2 separate regions of the Triticum aestivum genome follow, and region 2 is linked to region 1. A link is a contact called in public Hi-C data. All regions are on one chromosome and are shown on one strand. Each heading gives the region's core, a stretch centred on a gene start, on an enhancer-like site or on the middle of the called end of the contact. The rest is flanking DNA. Distances are from core to core; before and after follow the strand shown. Region 1 holds the start of LOC123049965. Region 2 has its middle 9.9 kb from the start of TRNAM-CAU.

What was found. Hi-C and Micro-C count contacts between places; a contact is called where the count stands out from the background.
Region 2: a contact with region 1 is called in a Hi-C map of root, with 10 times the contacts expected there. The contact joins the enhancer-like site here to the promoter of LOC123049965 in region 1. A contact is called at or near these places in 4 of 5 Hi-C or Micro-C datasets (leaf and root) and 1 of 1 datasets of contacts at active chromatin or transcription factors (leaf).

The regions. Positions count from the first base shown.
Region 1 is chr2D:559,996,467-560,001,154 of IWGSC CS RefSeq v2.1, reverse strand. LOC123049965 reads right to left here and starts at 2,698. Exons shown (of 11, transcript XM_044472817.1): 1 at 2,553-2,698; 2 at 2,130-2,178; 3 at 1,801-1,920; 4 at 1,619-1,713; 5 at 1,235-1,440; 6 at 909-1,097; 7 at 629-835; 8 at 332-485; 9 at 155-218; 10 at 1-68. The coding sequence starts at 2,609. LOC123054500 reads right to left here. Exons shown (of 4, transcript XM_044478279.1): 2 at 4,188-4,458; 3 at 3,832-4,002; 4 at 3,138-3,724. The coding sequence ends at 3,563.
Region 2 is chr2D:560,133,104-560,137,791 of IWGSC CS RefSeq v2.1, reverse strand. No RefSeq gene overlaps it. Among protein-coding and RNA genes, the nearest start is that of TRNAM-CAU, 9.9 kb to the right of the region's middle. Within about 2 kb of position 2,626, at least 4 of the 8 cell types and tissues checked have an H3K27ac peak or open chromatin away from gene starts, as enhancers often do. A contact at or near this core is called in leaf and root, where this site is marked.

The DNA.
Region 1 (4,688 bases), core at 1,449-3,948:
CTCAGGTTTGGTGCTGTCTGGCATGCCGTTAGATTGCGCCAGCTCGATTAGTCTCATCAAGTCCTTGCCTGTAATTCATAGTGTCTGAAGTGTCCTCCGTTCCAGAAAGTCAAACAGAATAATAAATGAAGGGCACGCTGAATGTAAATTGTACCATCAATTTGCTTTCCGGAGCTCTTGGCATTGATCAGATAAGTTGGTGTCTTGTCTTTTTTCAACTGCAAGGGTAGAGACTCAACTTTCTCAGATTTGACGTTCTCACGTTCATACTAAACCAACAAGTGATGTAATAAAGGCTAGAGAGGAAAAGCAAGGAAATTATGCAACATACATGCAAAAATAAGGAATTCGCGAGGGCAAGCTGGTCAAAAGGAGAGGGGGCCCTGTTGTAAGCTGGGATGAATTTACCATCCTCATATCCAGCTAAGAAATGGTAAGCTGCCTGACCTGGAGAGAGCTTTGATACTAATGGTAGGGCATCAGTGCTGAAAGTACAGAAGAAGGTAACTTATTGTTAGCACAGTAGATATAATGTCTCATTCCTTCTCATTTTAACCATCCAGAAACACACATCATTAAATGCTGTTAACTTGCTACTTGTACCCATGAAGCACATGCTCTCCATTACCTATCAGATGATACAACAACCACTGTAGCTGGTTTGGTAAACAACTGTGGTGGTCTTGACTTTGTTGGGAAAAGCACACTAGATTGTTTTGAACAGATAACTACACCGCTATCAGTAGACACAAGAACATCCTGAATTTCGGAGCAGGACTTGATGACCTCCACTGGAGCAAACAGCAGTACGATAGAACCGCCAGAAGACAGAAGCCTGATACACACAGTATGGAAGATGAATAACATATTTAGGGAAAAGGTAAAAAGAAATATCAAGCAGACTCTACCAGCCAGGGACAGGGAGGCCTCCTCTTGCAGACAGTATAGGGGCAGCCAAAGCGGTAAGAGCATCTTTTAGCATAGCGGAATCAGCAAATGCTTTACCACATAGGATAAGTGATGAGCGCTCTATGTCTGCCACTGCAACTCCATTAGCATATTGTGTCCCTGAACCTAGAGCATTCCTGACGTTGGTACTGTTAAGCAATGCTCAACAAGAAAGACATCAGTCTTATGTTATGGCCAACTACAGTTAATGCACTGAGCTCTTGGTGGCAACTTGAATGCATGCACAAGTTACAACATGCGTAGAAGAACTAAAAAGACAAATTACCTGATGGAACTGGCAACATATATAGTTAAAGGGCATGTGTCGTGGGAAATCGCACGATCTGGTATTTTCTGAAGGATATTGGAGAGTGACATGATGGCAGAGGGGTTGTCACTTATAACACGGACCTTTGCATCACATTCTGCAGATGAACCAATGGCACCATCTTGGACATAAAGACTTGAGATGGATGAAAGGTGAAAGGTCACCTAACAGAAGCAAACAGACAATCAAACACATTGACACTGAAGCTCAACTGGAAAGTAGTAAGTTAAAATTCTGTCAGCTGACAAAATGAGGCCAATGGTGCTTCTGAATTTCCGTCAGTTCATGACAATCATTGTGTTACAAAGCCATGGAGAGTAAAATAATAAATAAATAACCTACCTGTTTCAGAAGCTTTGCAAATTGAGCTCCTGAAATTTCAGGGAACCCACCGATAACATTTCCTTTGACATGAAGTGGAGTACCAGACAAACGCTCTGCATGCTCCAAAAACAGGTACCAAGTTATACATCTGTGCAGCATCAACTGTCTATATAGACACTGTAACTTGATTTTGCATATACCTGCGTAAGCAGTGCCACTTTTCTGAAGCTCAGACGGCTCCAAGTTGTAGAAGACCTTATCTTTTACGACAACACCTCTCGCAGCAATAGCCCAATTGAGACCATATGAGACTTCCTGGTCTTTTCTGTGCAATGCAGAGTAGGTGAAAGATGTGCAAACTTGTAATTTATGGTCTTATTGGAATGAGCAGCGTAACTGAACTAGGATGGTATGATCTTGCACAGCATAATTTTTTGTTTTTGGTCAGCAGTGATTAGAAATTAGGACTCCACACTCATAGCTAGGAACTACGGAGAGAGCAGTATGGAACGGCCAGAGCCAAGCTTACCTCGGCAAGGCAATAGTCTCTCACTGCTTCGATGGTAACAGCACTGGAACTGCACATTTCAGAGGCCAAATTATGACGACAGGGTCACCCAAAAGTACAATCGCAACCAGAAAACAATTGTAATATATTTCCATGAACTACAAGTTCGCATTTTATAGAAAATCCTCATTAAAATCCCACACTAATCGAGACTCTAAACCCCTCTTCGGTCGCTCCAACGAGGCTATTTCTCTACTGAATCGTACATCCGCTCCTACCTAGGTCTGGGTTCTACTTCTACAGCAACGCAGCGTGCGTCTGGATCCTTCGATTTTTCTCGCGGCCAACTACTTCCCCAATCCGCCAAAGCAGTACACGAGGCGGGGCAAACAGAGCGGTTGGTAGACAGCGGAACACAAACAGCAGAAAAGAAGCTGGACTCACTAGCTGGAGGCTCGCCGCCGGCGAGGATGCGGCGCGGCGGCGGAGAAGGCCCAGCATGTGCTTCGCTCTCCGGCTTGGGCGCTTGGCGGCTTGCGGCGCGTCCGTGCGTGCTCCTCCTGGTCTCTGACAGAGTGGAGACGACGGCGGGGATGGTGGCCACTACATGGGCCAAGGCCAGTTAAAGCCCATCTTAAATATTATCTGGGCCTTACAACCCCATTTTGGCCCGTCCAAATATCTGACCTTAGCTGACCTAAAAATTCACCTCTCCAAAAAAAAAACCGACGTAAAAATTCACCTGAAAACTCTTCTCTGAGAAAAAGCTGGTCCAAAATTTGACACTCACTTTCAAGAAAAATTGACACTATCCATCAAGTTCATCATGCTGTCCTCTAAAATCAAAGAAAAAGAAAGATCATCATGGTGTTTCCCTGAAAAAGATCATGATTACTAATGGTCACATGTGACATAAACTGGCGAGCAGATTGAACAGCTAAGATAGAAAAATCTGAAAGTGTCCTTGGCTCAGAAAAATCAAGCTACACATAAGAAGCAAGAAAGGGGAACGGCACAGCAACAGACAAATTGTCATTGAACCACTGAATATGGATTGAATGAATCTGGTCAATATATATACAAGGATTTGGACTAGCTGCCAGTTCCATCTAAATAAACAGCATCGCAGGCTGACGAACGGCACACACACTACTTGTCTACACATCCGAAGCATCTTGCCTGTGGATGGGCATTGTGCTTCCCAGATTCATTCATAACAAACAATGTGGGGGGTGGCCATGAATTGAAACAGTGTTCTCACGGCAACGCACATCTCCGGCACGCGGGTGATAGGCGGACTTGGGTCCAAGGTCCCGCCGTGCTGCTGTGTCGTCATGTGAACTCGCAAACCATGTGTCATCCACCTCACAAGGCCTGTAGGCCCAAATCCAATGAAGCCGCCGCATGCTGTGCCTTGGTATGTACAGGTGGGCTAGGTGACTCCTCTTTGGTGTTCATGAGGCGCCTGCTGCGATTTCTGGTGCCGTGTCTTGCGCCTCGTCCTTGCTCAACAATGCTGGTGTGACCGAGACCACGCCGATCAAGAACAGCAGAGCTACTGACTGGGTGTCGTACAGGTCGCTGAGCGATGTTAACTCTCCCAGAGCAATCCCAGCCTGGATACAAGAAATGAAGCATGCAGTGGGATTGAAGTTAGCACAAACATTGTACGCACTCAAGGGCAGTATATGGACATGCATTGTATCTGAAGCAAGGAACTTACCCTCACGGTCACGTAGGCTGCTGGGATGAGACCGATAAGAGTTGCCAGTAAGAAGGTATGGAAGGGCACATCAACAATGGGCGAGGCCAAGTTGATGAAGGTATTTGGCAGTGTTGGGGTGACCCTGAGGAAAAGCATGTAATTCAACAGCTTTTCTCTTCTTTTGGCAACCTGGAAATGCAGAGAAATCACCCATTTTCAGCTACGAGTTACTACACAGTTCTAAAGGATCTTAAATCAAAGAGTAGAGTGATTCAAATTATCTTTAGGCATCCCCACAGAAATTTAAGATGTTATGAAACTACACAGTGTTGAAAAAAAACCACATTGACTAATATTGGTGCTGAACTTATTACCTGCTTCTGGAAGAATGTGAGCTTGTCTGGCCACAGCACGAACACCAGCGGTTTTCCAATCAGCTTCGACAGGAAAAAGCATGAAGAAGCACCAGCTGAGGCAGCAAAGACAACCAGAGCCACACCCCGGAGTTGCCCGAATAGAGCACCAGCAAGCAATGACATGAATATTGTCCCTGGGATCATGAAGGTCTGCATGAAAATGTACACAGCACAGTAGCCTATCAACACCTGTACGGTGTAGTCACTGGTATAGTTCTCAAGATGGCCACTGCAAAGAAACCATTTGATGGTTAGAAACTGAGGGGAAAAATTCCATCGTCAGCACGCAGCACAAGCAATTGGACACTCCCAGTGCACATGCTTTTCAGCTTAAGCAAATAATCACAATAGCAATGGAATCATAACGCGACGTGCATTGCATAACTGTAAAGCGTGCAGATAGCTCACACGTCTGCGACAGATACATGTTACGTGTGGTGATTATCAATACTAAACAGA
Region 2 (4,688 bases), core at 1,377-3,876, 140 kb before region 1:
CGAAGGCAACCACCAGATTTGAAGAGAGAAACCCTCTCAGAGATTTCTCGGTGGCCATCATAATCCGTACTGAGGTCGCCACTGCCGGTCAGAGTGGTCACCACATGGACCAACACCGACTGCCCCCTCGTCGGAGAGACCCCTGCCAAGGCCCGTCAGCCCAGGTTCTGATATGGACAAATCTGAGGGACGAAAGGCAGATTTTTTTTCAGCAGCCAAGAGCCAGGGTGTCGTAGCCCACGTGGCCGTTCAATGCGCGAATTTTGGAGCGCGACAGCGTGGCAGATCGCATGGTGCAGCTTATTCGCTTCATTGTGTGTGATCTGATCAGTTCGCCCCAGCATGAATCTTTCAATGGGTTGCCTTTGTTAGCACTTTCTTCCGAAGTTTTGTTGCCATTTCTCTCCTCCACTGGACAAGGAGTTTTCGAACCCGAGCTCTCATGCTCTCTCATAGAAAAAGAAAAATATAGTAAAATAAAAAAAACTGAAATTTCTTTATGATAATTATTGATGAATGTTTCAACAGTGTGCAAAGTTTTGTGATGAAATGGCATTCGTTGAGGTCTGGCATTATTAACTTGAAGTTGGTCTCTCTTTTTTTCGCGGGTAACTAGAAGTTGGTCCATTTTGCCTTTTCTCTAAAAGTTAAGCGTTCGAAAGCAGTATTCACATGTATGTAAAACTTGATCGAAATTTCACTGCCTACCAACGAATTCAAAATTTGTTGCACGGAATGATTTTAATTCGTACCGACACACACGCACGCCTGCATACAAATCTGAGATGAAAATATACAGTACGCAAACTGGATATGCAAGACAAGCATTACCAATGCTGGTTGGCAACTTAGCAAGACGCACGCGAGATCAACACAATGCACTGTCACTTGAGGATCGCATGGCCTCCAACACCCGCCAAGAGGAGCAGCGGAAGAACCGACGCCCAGAGCACCGTCATCCCGACGGCACGCCGGCGTAGCGGGTCGTGCGAGACCCAGAGCCCCGTCCACGCCCCCGCCAAGCCGAAGAGGACGATGGCGACGAGGACGCCGTAGTAGGAGTTGACCAGGGAGTTTGACCTGACGAACAGGCCCGCCGGCTTCCTGAACAGCGCCAGGTACAGCGCTGCCGCAGCTTCGGCAACCCCGGCGCCAGGGACGAAGCTAGAAAAAATCGGCACTGGTGTCAGCCAATACCCACTACATACTCTCTCCGTCTAAAAAAGCTTGTCTCTCAAATAAATGTATCTAGTACAAAGTTAATGTTAAATACATCCATTTGAGAGACAAGCTTGAGACAAATTTTTTGGACAGGGGAAATACTAAACTACGGCAAGGAGATATAAATAACTTAGTGAAGATAATACAAAGAATGAAAATATGCAATCAGCAAACAATATGAGAAAAGCTTGCCATACCCGGTGAACTCAAGAAATCACTTACATACAAATTAAGAAGAAAAAATTCTAAGAAAGAAAAGCTACTATGGAGTTAAATTTGTAATTTCGAGAAACAAATGAACAAACAAAACATATCAGACTACCAAAAATGGTAGAGAACTAATAATATTAAAAAAATATCATCAAAAAAAATATAAAGTGACTCCAGACTCACATTTCCCTTCACGTCCTTTCACCTCTTTTTTTTACAAGAACATGAACTTTCACCTTCTTAAAGAGATCAATCATGCCATCATTTGTAATGGTAGAAAATATATTTTTTTCCCACATAGCAAATTAGTCAATCAGTCATAATCTGCTCACCCATTTTGTTATGCAAAACATGGTTGCCAATATTAAATTTTTTAAAAATCATCAAAAATCAACAAAATTAGCACCAAATTTAGAAGTAGATGCACCAAATGGAAAGATTCTTCTTGGCATCCACCAGCAATATCAGCAATACCAACCAAATGGGCAAACCTTGCGAACCAACCTGTAGTTGCATGGTTAGAGGGACTGTGGTATCCTCAGCCCACCAGAGTTCAAATCCTGATGCTCGCATTTATTTCTGGATTTATTTCAGGATTTCCGGTGATGCGCATTCAGTGGGAGGAGACGTTCCCGTCAACGACAAGGTGCCTACGGTGACTTCGTGTCTTTCGGAGGTGCTCATAGGGGTAGGATGTGCGTGTGTGCGTTCATAAGGGTGAGTGTATGCGCATGTATATGAGCGCTTATGTCTGTACTGATGTTAAAAAAAATGAACAAACCTTTGATTTGCCGGCACATTATCAATGTGAATGTGAAGTTCATGACCAAGATCTATAGATTGTGTTCTATCGAAATCATCATGTGGTATTGTTCATTTCAACAAAAAAAAATATGCATAATTCCTAGATGAATCAAGGAAGAGAAATTCAAATTAGTCACGGTGATGGAGGTCACACATCTGCGTACGACCATGGTGTACCTTGCAGGAGACCTGGACTAGGGGGCTTCCGTCAGCGACTATATTAGATAATTGTGTCGTTGCCGCTGCGGCCGGCCGGCCGCCATCAAAACAAACTGTTGTTGACTCGCACTTGTGTTTTCCACTGAGAGGTGAGAGCTGACACGCCACCCGAGCAAAATTCGGAACATGGGCCAGGCACACCAGAGCCCGTCTCGCCAAACAACCCTCAGAAAGTCAGAACACTGGCCGGGCTAGCGACAGCTGGGTGGGCTGGAGCCCGACGATGGCCTCCTCTTCTTCTTCAACGCACGCCGCCGTCCCTTTCAACGTCAGTTTCAGCGGAACGAATGTATCCGCCTTTTTTTTTCCGAGAAAGACATTTGCTTCCGCCTACAGAGGGAGAGAGGATAAGGCTTTTGCTGTCAAGAAAAAAAGAGTTTTTTTTAGCGGAAAAGAGGAGGAGATGGCTTTTTCCGGGAGCTCCTATTTGCCGCGTACTGCATCAAATGGATGTCCCTTCGCACAGGGCACGCCTGACTGGGCCAGCCCATTGGGGCTGAGCCGGAGCTAGCGGTCTGGAGGAAAATGAGAAAAAAAAAAAGTGGACACCCGAGTGGGGATTCAAACTGTAGATCTCGTGTTTGTGCAATCGCCTTGCTTGTCAGCGCAACTACTGAGAGTCGTTGACAAATCCGTAGCGCGAGCTTTAAACAACTAACACCAGCGGTGTAAACTGAACATTACTTGACAAAATTTCAAACACTTTTTCTGAAATTATCAACATATTTGAAATTGCAACTACATTTTAAAATTCCCAAACATTTTTTGAATTTGTAAAAAAATTTGAAAATGGTACTTCTTTTGAAATTTTGAACAATTGGGAGGAGTCCGTTAAGAGAGACCTGAAGAATTGGAGTATCACCAAAGAACTAGTTATGGACAGGGGTGCGTGAAAGCTTGCTATCCATGTGCCAAAGCTATGAGTTGGTCGCGAGATCTTATGGGTTTCACCTCTAGCCTAACCCAACCTGTTTGGGACTAAAGAATTTGTTGTTATTTTTATAGTTGTTGTTGTCGTCTTAAAATGAGAACATTTAAAAAAACAAAAAACTTTCAATAAATACATAACATTTTTGCAAATGTGAACTTTTTTTAATCGGTGAACAAAAATTGAATACGGGAACAAATTATGAAATTCAGGACATTTTTTGAAAATTTGAGTTTTTCGAACTCTTCAACAAAAAAATGAAAACAGGAACAATTTTTTAAAATCAGATCAACATTTTGAACAAAAGATGTACATTTTTTAAAAGCACAAACATTTTTTTAAAGTTTCTGAACAATTTCAAACATGAACTCTTTAAGAAAAGAAAAATAAACTTGAAAAAGAAAAGAAAGAAACAGAAAAGGAAAAGAAAAAAGAAAGAAAGAAGAAAAATAAACAGAAAATTGAAAAAATGCAAACCAAAAAGAAACAAGAACCTGGTTCAGTGGACCTTCTAGAAAGTTCCCAAACCAGAAAACTGCTGGAAAACGCCAGAAGGTTCCCAAAACCAGAAACACTGCAACACGTTAAATGGGTAGGCTCACGTCATCGCTGATCTCCAGGTCTGTCCAATAGGAAATTCCCTTTTTCCAGTGCAGTCGTCTGCAGCTCGACCAGGCCTCCCCGCAACAACAACAAAACTCAAGCAGGCCGCTAGCCGCTCCAACAACCCTATGCTCGTTTGTGCAAGTTTTTGGTGGTACGCAGAAGAAGCTCATGGAAGAAAGCGGGAGGGACGAGATGGGCTGGCCCAGGCGCACGGGAGGCGATAGCCTTGTTTTTTTACATTTTTTTATTTTCTGCTTTATTATTTCACTTTTGTTTAAATTTCCAAATATTCAAAAAAATATTACAAAAAACATTTGAAATGAATTATTAACCAAGAATTTGAAAATTGCTAAATATGTATAGAGAAAATGGTTCTCACGTATACAAAAGTTGTATAAAATAAAATAAAATGTGTTTAAGAAACTTTGATCAAGTATTCAAAAAATGTTGATCAAACATATGAAAAATATTAGATGTCTTCGAAAAAATATTGACCATGTATTAAAAATATGATAATCTTGCATTTCAAAAATGTAATCAAGCATTAGAAAAATGCTAAATGTGTATACGTAAAATGTTGACCATGTATTAAAAAATTTAACCTTATATGTCAAAAATATTAATTAGAAATTTCAAGTATTACAATGTATGTAAAAATATAGACCGTGTACTAAAAAAATCTGAATCTTGTATTTAAAAA